Regions from separate parts of the Rattus norvegicus genome. Here region 1 is linked to region 2. Evidence: chromatin contacts called from public Hi-C data. All regions are on one chromosome and are shown on one strand. The core of a region is the stretch at or near the end of the contact, and the rest is flanking DNA. Distances in the headings are between cores, read along the strand shown. Region 1 holds the start of Sema3e (semaphorin 3E). Region 2 overlaps Sema3e (semaphorin 3E).

Region 1 (6,745 bases), core at 2,961-5,460, 51 kb after region 2:
ACTATGATGCACATGATGCATGACTACCACTGTATGTTAAATTTTTTGCCTTACATAGTCAACCTCAACTCTAATCTTGACTGAAAAATATTCTTTCAGGGAGAGATAGCATCTTGCCACCTAATTTTTTTTTATGTTTTCACTTGTTAACAAAACTTATTTGTTCTTATAAAACTCACCAAGAGATACATGTATTTTCTGAATAGAGGATGTCTTATCCTTTCATGTCCTATATTTGCCCTAAATTGACACATTTTCTAAATAATAAGATAGATTGAGATGGTAAGAAAAACTGAGGCCTGAAGACAGTCCCATCACAGGTGAAAAATGCTTAGAAACTAGCCAGACGGTGCTCTCTATCCTGTATTGCCTTCCTACTTAGAAGCCTTCTTTTTCAAAGGTTTAAGAGCAGACCATGGGGTTGGGGATTTAGCTCAGTGGTAGAGCACTTGCCTAGCAAGCGCAAGGCCCTGGGTTCGGTCCCCAGCTCCGAAAAAAAGAAAAAAGAAAAAACAAACAAACAAACAAACAAAAAATGAAAGGACCAGTTGGCCTCTAGACACGTTTGTGAATATACTTTTGTAGAAATTAACTCAAGCTTTGTATATGACAGTTAAATCTCCTCCTGGATGGGGGAGGGGAGATTTTGTTGTTGTTGCTGCTGTTGTTGCTGGAAGTGGAGAGTAAAAGAAAACTGGCTGCCCTTCTCCCACCTGACACATAACATAGACCACTGCCATGAGAAGAATGATGGATACACACAACATGGGTCCTCTAGGGACCTGACAGTGTCATCCCATAGGGTCAGGCAGCAGCACAGAGGTGCTATGTCACATACACCTGCATATCTTACTTTGAAAGACTGAACAAACCACTGGTAATATTAATTACTTAATTCCTCCTGCTACTAAAAACCCAAAATTACTGTCACCATTCAATACCTCAGAAGATTAATCTGCACTGCATGATTCCCAATATTGGAAGACTCTTGGAAGGTCTGCTGAATTCCAGAGTGTGGAGAATGGTTCATTTTGTGCTGACTGAACTGGATGTCCTTGCTCTGACATTCCTTGCTTTTCCTGTCACTGAGGAACCTGTGGTACGGCAAGCATTTGCTGCTCCAGGTTCCCTTTCTGGTGTGATCTCATAGCTGACTCTCCTAAATTTCACAAGTAAGAACATTTTATTCACAGATATCGCTACACTGTCTTCATATAAAACCAGCATCATAAAATTGTCTGTTTAGCCAGTCCCAATAAACAGAGAAGAAATGCCAAAGAAAAATCTTGTGAGAGTTTTCAGTCTGCTACACGCAAATACATGAAGATCCTTTCCACAGCATATGACACGGCTCATAAAATCAGTTACACTTATCTCCCTGATGAAGAGAGACATCTTGAAGACGAGCTTGATTAAAAAAATATATATTTAAATGAGATCAACTTTACCATGGAATTTTGGTATGCTGACCCAATTATAAGCTCTCCCGTGCAGAACCAAATGAGGCAGTTTGGAAAACATACTGAGACTAAGCTACCAAAAGCCAAGTCTGCCTGAGGTATAAAGGTTAATAGAAGGCTTAACAGAAGAGCAGCATGTCAAAACCAACAGCCTATGCTGCTGTTGTTGTTTTCCTTTTCTCTACGTTTTGCTTCAGTTATCCACTACAAAAAAAAAAAAAAAAAAAAAAAAAGGAAAAAACTATGGCAAAGTTGAAACTAGAAGGGAAAAAAACAAGCCCTGTATCCTTTCATGACTCACGTGTCCCTTTGCCTACATTCCATCCTTCCTCATTGCCTAACGTCACCCTCTCTTGCTCTGCTTTCTAAATCTTACACTCCACCTAGAGTTGGTCACACTTGCTTGCTGTGTACAGACACACAGTACACATGTTATAGGCTGGGATCCACACTTCAGAAAGAACGAACGTCCAGTGCTTTCTGGCATGAGTTTGGCTCACCTCACTTAACAGTGCACTTACCAAGTCCATACATTTTCCTGTAATTTTTGTGATATCAACAGTGTACACTCAGGAAAAGAAATTAGGAAGAAATAACTCATGCATAATAGCTCTAGGATAAATACTACTTATAAGAAACATTCTTTTCTGGCATCCTCATTTCTCCATCCCATCAAATTTTGCATTTTGATGTGTCTGGCTATAACTTCTTAGAAATAGAGGCTTTGCTACCCATCATAATATATCATCCCAACTCAAAAGGCATGGGCTAAAGGACACTACATTCTAAACATGTTACAAATGTGTTGTGATTTGTGCTTAATCCATTTTTGGTACCTAGTACATAATGTTACAAGGACATTATTTAAATCAAGAAGATAGTCGTAGTTTTAAGTATTAAGATGGGAAATTTCTAGAGTCACCATTACATTTACTGCTGTACGATAAAAAAACAAAAAGGCCAATTATGTCATACAAAACTCAGACCTCCTGGTTCCATCCTCTGCTAAATAGTCTGTCTTGTATTCAAAAACGCAGGTTCTCTTCTTTCCGTAGTGAAAGACAATTTAAAAGCTTACTCGGTTGAATAAAATGGCTCTTATGTAATCCTTATTATTGCATCTGTTCTCTGCCTTAATTGGTGGTGGCAATGAATACTTCATTCCCAATAATTTATTCCAAATTCCTTTTAAGTCAACAAAATCACTTCCTCTTAAAACAGGTCTTGCTCTTTATTTGTTTGGTGACAGGAAGACTCATGATTGGTTTTGACTGCTCCTGATGCAAAACCTATCTTTTGATCATTTATTTATGAATATGATGTAGCTGTGCATAGAATAAAACAAACACTCTGCCAGACATTCAGTAAAAATACATGAATGCACACTTAAGAAATAGCTAGTGCATAGCAATATTTAATCATTATAAGTCAATTTACCATGATTGCCAGAAAACTACTTTATTTGGCCACACATTAAAATATTCTAATAACCAACTCAGCGTGAAGGCTAATTTCTATTATTTGCTAGTCATTTAAATTACACGGGGATATCATTTATTCCTCAGGAATTTTCTTTTCTCCTCTCAATCTCATTATAAAGGAAACAATCAAAACATCCAAGAACAACGGTGGCAGTAACAACAAAGTGTGCCTCTACTTTTAAAGCCGGTCCCATATACCTGCCATAATGCAAGTAGTGGTGTTTCAATCCCTACAGCTCCCTTGGTGGACTTAGCCTTTCCAGCTTTGAGCAATTGCGCCCCACCTTCTCAGTTCTGCACAGTGGTGAGTGAACTTCTCCAGAATAATATCTGATATTTCTAGGGCAAAAATAACACCTCCAAGTTGGCATGCGATGTAACACTTTTCCCAGATGAGGTAGGATATGTTAACTAGAGGTGCTTACAATCCTGGGTGAAGTGTCGCAATATGTTTCAGGTGCGCTTTGGGGGTCTTGGGGGTGGGGATCGTGGACCTATGTTAAGTGACTTTCTATTTGGGCATTTTCCTAACAAAAGGATAAGGAAAGGTAACCTACCTTTATGAGACAGTCGTAGCCTGGGATAGGAGGGGTTCGCAGTGTAACCTGGGGTCCAGAGCTCCAGCAGGTGACCCCAGAGCAGCAAGGTGAGGATGTGTCCGGTCGGTGCCATGGTGCGTGCTGACTCTCCTCTGGTCCCTCAGCCACACTTTAAGGCAGGACTGAGTTTTACTTCGTACTTCTCTTCAGGGGCAACTGCGGGCGACAGGCTTTGTCACAAACAGAAGGGGTTGTCATCAGAAAATACCATTCCCAAGTACCATTTGCCGACCAATATTTGGATCCGGAAAGCCTTTCTGTCCTGGGGACCCGTGGGTTAGAAGCGCAGAGCAAGAGGACATTCCAAGGAGCGCGTCTTGAGAGCCAGGTCCCGGCTGGAGCTGTCGCCGTCACCCAGCCGCGGAGTGAGGAGGAGGCTGTGGCTAGCTTCAGTCTCCCCGCCAGCTATTCATTGAGAAAACAGCCGGAGCAGAGCAGCAGCCTCCCCCAGCTCTTCCCCCAGCCTCCCCGCAAGCCTCGCAGAAGTCAGCCTCCTGCACTGACTTGCCGTGCAGCTAGTTCGTATTCGCCTCTCCTCTCGATAATTAAAAGCAAGAAGTGCCACTTGCGCCAGGAGCGCGGGATCCACCCAGTGGGGATGCCGCCTGTCAGCGCTCTGTTTACAGGAAAGTTCAGGCAGGGTTGAGCCCGTGCGCGTTTCTAGGAAGTGTCTCCAGCCCACGTGCCTCGCCGCATCTCCCGGGCTCTGACCCGCCCGCCAGCCTAGGGAGACAGGTCCTCACCCTGACGGGGCGGGGCCAGGAAGACCTGCAGGATACTCCGATTATTTGAGCTTGTGAAAGGCTGAGACGTGGCCTCGGGAAGGACGTTGAAATGCTCATTCACCAAGAGTGATCTTTGAATAAAACCACGGTCTAAATCTGCCACTCTCCAGGAGCCAAATTAATTTGTTCACTGTTTCCACACAATTCAAGTTTTCTGTATTTTCCATCTTACGAATGTTACTTTTGACTCTTTTGAGGAAAGTGCATATTTCAAGAGCCTGGGGGTGCGGAAGAGGGAATGTCATTTTTCCATCGTTTCAAAAATGGGTTGGTATGAAAAAAAACATCTGCCGTAGATTCACTTTCCCAAAGCAAAAATGTATATCTCCCCTCACATTTAAGAAAGATTAAAGGTCAAGGTGTTGGTCTTCTGAATGAGGTGTCTGTGGGTGAAGTTGAAATTCTCTACCTGGTGGCTAATGAACTTGAAATACCTGGGAAGTCAGTGTTGTGTACTCTCAGAGTTTATTTTCATAACGCCGTGTTTGTGTAAATAAACTTAACACAATAGGTCAGCTTTTCAATCTACTTTCAATCCGCTCCAAAAACTAAACCAACCATTCTAGAGCTGCTGGCATGGAAACGAGTTGTATTATTTCAAGACAGCAATAAACTGCAATCGCTGTTTGGTCTGACAGCTGAGAGTTGAATGGTAAACAAACGATATCAGCTACGATGACTTCCCTCTTATTCTTTATTACATATAGCAATGGCTGTGGGCAGGTTGTCAGAATTATGTGCCTAAAATCATGTGATTATAACGAAAACATAAATTAGGTCATTGCAATATCCTACGTTGTATATAAGCAAGAAGTCCAACCAGGCATTCTTTACCCATGTTTAAAGGATATCATGTCCTTATACAAGCAGAGTATATTTAACAAAAGGTAAATGTCGAGAAAGATTATAAATAATTAGATTTGCAAGGTTCACAGAAGATAACAAACACTAGACAGTACTTACCACTGAAACAACATAATGTAGAGACTTCTAACGCGGGGTGGTCTTCCTAGGCACTTGCATAGTTTAAAAGCCAGGCAGATTAGCTACAGACATAACTGGGACATGCTGTAACTTCACAATCATCTCACTCTGTTCCAGAATCCAAGTAACAAGAGCACAGATAGCTTTTTCAGCATTATCTAAGGGCAGGGAAATTAAATGTAGGGTCTGTGCATTACTTACTAAAATTAATACCCTTATTCAACTGACATCTACCTAACATCTCAGTGTCTATTCTGTGTCTGCTATAGAGTTAAAGCAAGACCATCACAGCCATCTCATTAAGACTCAAAGTAAATGGGAGAATAAATATTATTGATGCTGATATTTCTTACTTCCTCAAAGTAAGGATGAGGCAATTTCAAAACATTTACCACAGTAATCCATTTTTTTTGAACACCACAAAATATGCTCTGTTTTGTTCTTCTCATGTTTGTATTGTGCATTCCTTCTAGTCCTTTCTATGGCCTTTTACCTTTCCGTGTGTGTTTTATAGAAAGCATACAGATAATGTGAAATAAATTAATAATTGAAATGACTGTTAAACTAAACATTCAGTACTCTTGAAACTCCAGCTTCCACCATGTGTTTTCAGACAATCCTTTGGAATAGTCTTTGAGACAAAATTGGCCATTCACTTTTTTGAAAGAAACTAAGAATAATTAGTTTCAGAAAATAAAAAGTCAGAAGTGGGTTTGCCATTCATATTCTCATTTCAGGATGACATTTTGGGCAGTGGATTTTTTTTTAAAGTAATTATGTATAATCCAAGAATAATATAGACATATCAGGACATGAAAGGCACAATACTTAGGAAGAATCCCAAGTACTGTGGATAATTTGAAATTGAAAAATTAAAATAAATTCAACAGTAAGTAAAGTATCCCTGTGAATTGTGGGTATTTTGGATAAACAGAAATATCTGATGATTCCATGTTTGATTTGGGATGCTACAGGTTGTCAGTCTGGGCTGTATAAACATGTGGGAGAATAAAATGGGTAACTGCAAAATACATCTTTTATTAACCTGACGTAGTTGCTGTCTTGGAAGCTTGCTGCTGAATGAGCTTACCCTTTCTAGTTCATCCTGAACTCTGGGTAACTGTCTCAATCTGGCTGTTCTGGCTCAGACTCCTCTCCAAACTGATTGATTCAGTCTGGCTTCTCTCAGCTTCTTACTGAATTGCTCTGCTTAGCCTCAGATTAACTCTGGCAATTTGTTCTAATCTTTTGGCTCCTTCTCATTCTCTGGCTTCAACTGCCTCTGTTGACCTTCACTCAACTGCATGAATGATCTCAATTCCATTGCTCTGTAGTCACCGCACTGACTCACCCTTCTTCCTGTGCTGCTCTTAAATACCTTCTCTTTCCTGTGCTTTCCTGATAAGAATTGAGTATATCCTATCTGTGAATTGTTG
Region 2 (6,829 bases), core at 211-2,710:
ACATGGTGGCTTGCAACCATTTAATGGGATCTGATGCACTCTTCTGGTGTGTCTGAAGACAGCTACAGTGTACTCATAAAAAGAAAATAAATAAAATTCTTTTAAAAAACAATAAAGATATAAAATGATATTACATCTTCAGACCACTGCAAGCAATGAGCTAGAGCTGGAGAAGGATGATGAGTTAGCCCACTGATCATCATGCTGCTACTGGAGTAGAAAGCTCAGGCAATGCACTGAAACTCCGCGTGATGTCATCTGCTACCGTGTGTGGCTGGACATGAGCTGGCATGCTTCTATTTCATTCACAAACTTTGTGACCCGTGCTTATCAATGGCAATGGTTGGAGGACTCCCACCATAGTAGGAAATCCTATTGCCATTTCAAAGTGGAAAGTAATTAAATTAACTACACAGACCCAATATTATTATTCTTGATGTGCTAAGAAAAGGAAGAGAATTCAAATCTAAAGAATGCTGACTTGTTAGAAGGAAGTCTGTAAGGAATTATTACTTTCTAAAGAACCCTTAATGGTCCAGGAGTACAAAGAATAGCATTTCCGTTTTTAATCATAAATGCAAATATCCTTTTCAAATGCTAAAGGATAAAAAACAGAAACAGTAAATGAAACAGTAAAGTTTAATTTTAAACAATGGGTTAAAATCAGGCATCTAAGTAAGATTATATACACAAATAATAAAAATCAGTAGATACAACTTAATAAAGGAATAAAGTCTGTGGTTTTAAAGATGGATTTGGAAGCATAATACCTTAGATGCAAATTATAGCCCCTTATGCTGCCTATCACTGCTGGATACAATGTGTCAATTCTACCAGATCTTGCCAGCACAATACACCAAAACAACATTCAACCATATCTTTCAATGATAAGAATTCTGCTTCATTAGATGATGTTAGGATACCTGTACACATGAATATACACACACTGGAAGATAAGTAATGCAAAATAAGATATCTTAATTTTAGTTTCAATGTCTATAGGTACAGTTACATTAAAAAGAAAATTACCCTTTCCTTGTGACGACTTCCTTTTCTGACATAACTACATTAATATAGAAATTAATTCTAAATTAATCAGAAAATAATAATTTCTCTGATCTCGACATTAGAATATGATTAAACATTTATTACCATTTAATTAAGTCAACAGTACTTATATGCAATATTTATATGGTCTTAGCTCATTTGCAAGGCTACATACTGTTAGTGTGATGCATTTTTTAAAACCTTCAGCTATATAATCTTTGGAATTCCGTTTGTTCATGGATATTGAAAAATGGCTCATCTCTGATAGACAAAAAGCAGTACTAGGGTGAAGACCCAAGGACAAACACACAAGAAGGAAGATGTTGCCTGGTGCCAGGACCTGCATTCTGTCAGCCATATTCACCCTGTCCTGCGTCTCCCCAAGTTCGCTGAGTCACTGCATTGCATTCCAAGCTCTGCAGTCAAATGTCTACTTCTGACTACCTTGTCAATGCCATCCTTTTCAGTGACTCACCTAAAGTTTGGCATGTTAGACTAGGAAATAGTAAAGAAATTTTGCAGGCTTATTCTTGTGAAATCTCCTCAATGCTCTAAGGAGACCTCCGAGAAGAGATATGCCGTTTGTTGTGTTGTCTTCTTACTACAGCAAAGGCACTTGTGTTAGGAGAATCAGATTTAGGAAGGGAGCTTGAATCGTAGATTTGGAAATTATATAAAGGGTTTATTCATATTGTTGAGTCTTCCCTAGTAATATGTACAAAGACATACTAGAATGTAGGAAGGCTCTTGGACTTTCCTATCTCTGATTTTTGTTTTAAAACCAACTTAAGGACTTCGTGACACAGGCAATGACTGCCTGTTATAAGCAAGTTAGCTGCCCTTGGACCTAATTCACTTTTTCTGATCCCCTAGACCTAATTTCTCATATTTGGTCCTAGTTCTGCAACAGAAGACTGGCTGCAGCCTTCCTTCCTCCTTGCTCACATCTACTATGAATCTCATTCATGTATGTATACCCTACTTAACTCCCAGCCCCCAACTCAATCAGAAGCCCTTGTCAACAAGAGGTCACACCTGCCAGAAAACTAACTGGGCTGTGCACAGACCTTCTATAATCTCTTTGTTTTCCTACACCCAATCCCTCAGTCTCCTCCCGAACTGCAACAAATCACTAGCTGTGGCTCCCCACCCCATGCCTATGTCTCCTGTATATCTCTCTGGGTCTCCCTCCCACACTGTTCAATATGTCCCAGTCCGAACCTCAAAAAGACACCCCTGCTCAACCACAGACCACTCCAATTAGAAGACCAGGTAGCCTGCCCACTACCTTCTCTGCTCTCACTGTTCTAGACCAAATCCCCCCAGGCTAGCCCCTAGCACAGCAACACAAGCAGGCATTCCGTGTGAACATACCCGGCTACTAAAACAAGCAATGAGCAACAATCTCACTCCCTGAATATTCAGAGGAAGCAGAAACCAAGGAAGAAAATACCTACCCAACAAAGATAAATGCAGAAATCAAAATCTAGACCTATAATTGCCTGAGAGTCAGATGCTAGACACCAGCTTAAGAACACAATAACAACCAGGACAGAATGTCTCCACTAGAGGCCACCTTTTTTACCACAGCAGGCCCTGAATATTACAGCATAGCTAAAGCAGAGGGGAAAGACCGTAAATCAAGTATTCGATGGTAATACGGGTTCCCTTTTCTTTATTCTTTTCTTCCTTTCTTTCTTTTTCCTTCCTTAGGTGGTTGTTTGGTTGGTTGGTTGCGTTTGTTTGTCCACACAGGGTTTCACTTTTTCTAGAGCAGTAAGATGACTAAAGAAGATCAAGGCAATACAAATTGGAAAGGAAGGAGTCAAATTATTGCTATCCTAGTATACAGAAGTAACCCCCAAATTCCTACCAAAGAACTTCTACAACTGGTAAACTCCTTGAACTGATAAACTCCTTCACCACTTATTGCTGGAAAGATTAACTAAAAAATAAAAAAGAATAGTGACCCCCCCATATACCGATGACAAATGTGATGAGAATAAAAACAAGAAAGCAACCGAACAACAGCCTTCATATTAGCCACAAATAATATAATACCTTGTAGAGACTCTAGCCAGGAAACTAAAAGACTTGTATGAGAATAATTTCATGTCTTTGAAGAGAAAAATTGAAGAAGATATCAGAAGATGGAAAGATATCCTATGTTCATTGATCGGTAGGATTAACACAGTAAAAGTGACCATCTTACCAAAAGCAATCTACAGATTTAATGCAATTCCCATCCAAATGCCAACACAACTCTTGAACTACAGAACTTGAAAGAGCATTTGATATGGACAACTTCATAAGGAAAAACAAAAAACCCAGGATAGCGAAAACAATCCTGGACAATAATGGAACTGCTGGTGATATCCCCATCACTGATTTTAGGCTTTACTGTAGAGATATAGTAATAAAACCATATGGTATTGGCATAAAAACAGACAAGTTGATCGATGAAACTGAATTGAAGACTTGAGCATAAATCCAAATACCTATGGGTACCTAACTTTTAATAAAGGAGCCAAAAGTATGCAATGGACAAAGGAAAACATCTTCAACAAATGCTGTTGGTCTAACTGGTTGTCACCATGTGGAAGAACACAAATAGATCCATGTTTATCGCCCTGCAGAAAACTCAAATCCAAATGGATCAACAACCTCAAAACAAAACCAGATACAATAAGCATGATAGAAGAAAAAGTGGGAAATAGCATTGAACACATTGGCACAGGAGGCAAATTCCTGAGCAGAATACCAATATCACAAGCACAAAGATCTGCAATTAATAAATGGAACCCCATGAAACTGAAAAGCTTCTGTAAGGCAAGGTACACCATCAACTGAACAAAACATCAGCCCTCAGAATAGAAAATTATTTTTACCAACGCAACATCTGATAGAGGACTAATATCCAGAGAATACAAAGAATTCAAGAAACCCAGTAAGCCAATCTTAAAAATAGGGTACAGATCTAAACAAATAATTCTTATTAGAAGAATCTCAAATGGCTGAGAAACACTTAAAATGTTCAACATACTTAGCCATGAGGGTGATGTCAACATCAATTCCCAAAGAAACCATACGTAGTCACCAGTTCCTATAGTTTGATATACAATGCATTTTTCATAGATAGGTGTCAGGGCATGTTAAGTGAATTAGATTACTGAAATACATTCAGTTTCTCATCATCTCTTTTTTTTGTTCTTCTTCCTATCTGGCCACTCTCCCATCCGCTCTTCATAAAACAGCATACACATTGTTTCCAAGAAGAACTAAGTGAGATCTCTTTTGCATTTCTAGTATACCTGACAATATTCCTCACTGCTTATCTAATATCATATTATCTGATGCTCCTGAACTGAACATTGTTTTTAGTTCTCTGCAAATGTTAAATAGTTTCTGGAACTGGGCCACACGGGCATGTTTTTCCCTTATTCATCACTGATCTCTTCCTTTTCTCTTAGTTAAGTCTTTCTCCTTGTTTACGTCTCTGCTACAATGCTCTACTCACAGAGTAATCTTCTCTGATGAGCACAATTACACAAGGCTCTTCTCCACAAATCCTCCATAGCTTTCACTGTACTATCCAGAACTACATTTCATTTCAGATATGTCTTTTCTTTGTAGTTTCTTTGTCCCTGCAATACACAGTCCATGATGATATATCCAGCATTTATCTTCTTTTAAACTAATGAACCCTCCAAGTTTGTTACTGTATAGGATACTCAATACATGTTGAGGGCATATATATATATATATATATTTTTTTCCTGGTAATTGTGCTGATATTTGTTCTAGCTCAATAATCGATAGTCTTCTAGGGGATATCTATTTTGAGATTTCTTCATATTCAAATAGTTATGAACACAGGATGAACAAGAACTCTACCATTAACTAGAGCTATTAAGAGTTTTTTTAAATATATGGAAATTATACAATCAATGTCTTGCTACTAGCAATTGATCCATAAATGGTGATAATAATGTATTAAATGACATACCTCCCCTAACACATTTTTCATGTACTAAAGCATATGAAGGCAACCTTTTAGGGGAAGAATCTTTGTAGATATAAATAAGACATCCATCATGACATCACCTTAAATTCCATCCCATAGTACTGTCATAAGGAGTAACGATTTCTGTAAAATTGACAGGCAGAGGCTGGATTACCTGATCACAATTTATATACATTAAAAAGGTAAATGTATTATTACATATATTTATTCAAATAGATACACACATTACATTGTAGAGATAATTTGTATTTCTTTCTTCTGTCCTCAAATCTATCTTATTGTATCATCTTATTATCTCTGAAACAATGATTTTGATCCAAAATAGAAGTTATGATTCTAGCAGTAGCTTTGAAGGACATCTGAGGGTCTTGAAGCCCTCACTGCCTACTGCCAAATGTTATGTATAACCTAAGGTCTCTCTTCCTCAGGAGAATCTGCATACTTTTATCAGATGTCAGATGAGTTTGGGACCTTAAAACCACAGATTCTGAGAATGGTGAATGTCTTTTCTGTTTGTGATGTTGCTATAATATATCAGGTCTATATCATTTTAGAGCAACCCAAGTGGTTTGGCATGCTATTTTAATCAGTACTACCCTTCCTCATACAAAGGGCAAGAAAAAGAAAGGGCTATAATAGAGGTTGTTTTAAGTAAACTTATCTCCCTCTAAACATTATAATAAAAATCTACAGATTTCCGTTTTCTTGTGTACGGCCTGTCATTACCCACCATGCTCCAGCAAAGGAAGTAATCTCTATAGTCAACAACATAAATACAGAGTCCAGGTTTCCTTGAGCTCTGAAATTGCTATATTCAAGTTAAAGGGTCAGAGACTTATGAAGAGAGAGAAAGGAAAACAAATGACAAATACACGGTTTCCTTAGTTCTTTCAGCACTAGAAGTCTCAAGGTTGTACTTACTGAAGCATCTGCATCTTTACATTGTATCCTGAAGCCCACGAAACATGGGTTAAAATAGACATCTATATGAGAATGATTCGATATGATGATCTCCTTAGAAATGATTTTCTCTCTTTTACTCCTTCCTAAAATAACAAACAGAAACTATCTTCTGTACATCACAACAAGCAAATGTCAACAGTGCAAGCATGTCACTAATTGTATGGTAAACCTTCCTGCAAAGACATTACCTATGTTCAAAGACCCTTTTGATTTAATATAATTTTAGGTAGCTTAAGGCTTACAGGAAATATATTATAGATTTCTTAGCAATCCCTCCTGAAAATTAAAACAAACTTAATTTTCCATTTATTCGTTAGGAATATACTAATACGTGAAGAGAATAAAGGCCAACTTAGATACTAGATGAAGACCACTTGCAATAAATCTGACAGCTTATGCAATATGGAGTGTAAGTGTTGTTTATTATTTGATAAATAACATGTCCCCTGTGAAATGTATCAAATATGTCTACAACATGGTGTGTTTGAAGTGATTGCTATCCCCTACCAAAAGAAATTGCTGGTGCTTGTCAAACTAGTTGATTAAGGACAGATATTGGCCATGGTGAGCAGTGACTAGCAATGACTTGGACACAAATGTCTCCACCATATACTATATACTGTGTTTCAGTCTTATGTTCTTATAGGTATCAGAGGGAATTAAGGGAATTCATAGTCCATTTGTTTGTTTGACCTTCTGTGAAACAAATGGAAATTTCTTCCACTATTTTTAGAACTGTATGATTTTACCAGAAAGGCAGAGAGGTGGTAGTTAGTCCGGTGTCTGTGTATTATA

Evidence for each region. A called contact is a pair of places that touch in the nucleus more often than the background predicts.
Region 1: a Hi-C map of the A7r5 cell line shows a contact between it and region 2, with 1.8 times the contacts expected there. The contact joins the promoter of Sema3e here to the enhancer-like site in region 2. A contact is called at or near these places in 2 of 12 Hi-C or Micro-C datasets (the A7r5 cell line and mammary epithelial cells).

The regions. Positions count from the first base shown.
Region 1 is chr4:21,506,164-21,512,908 of GRCr8, forward strand. Sema3e (semaphorin 3E) reads right to left here and starts at 4,211. Exons shown (of 17, transcript NM_001106579.1): 1 at 3,499-4,211. The coding sequence starts at 3,613.
Region 2 is chr4:21,458,196-21,465,024 of GRCr8, forward strand. All of the region lies in intron 1 of Sema3e (semaphorin 3E), which reads right to left. Among named protein-coding and RNA genes, the nearest start is that of Sema3e, 49 kb to the right of the region's middle. Within about 2 kb of position 1,461, at least 5 of the 93 cell types and tissues checked have an H3K27ac peak or open chromatin away from gene starts, as enhancers often do. A contact at or near this core is called in the A7r5 cell line, where this site is marked.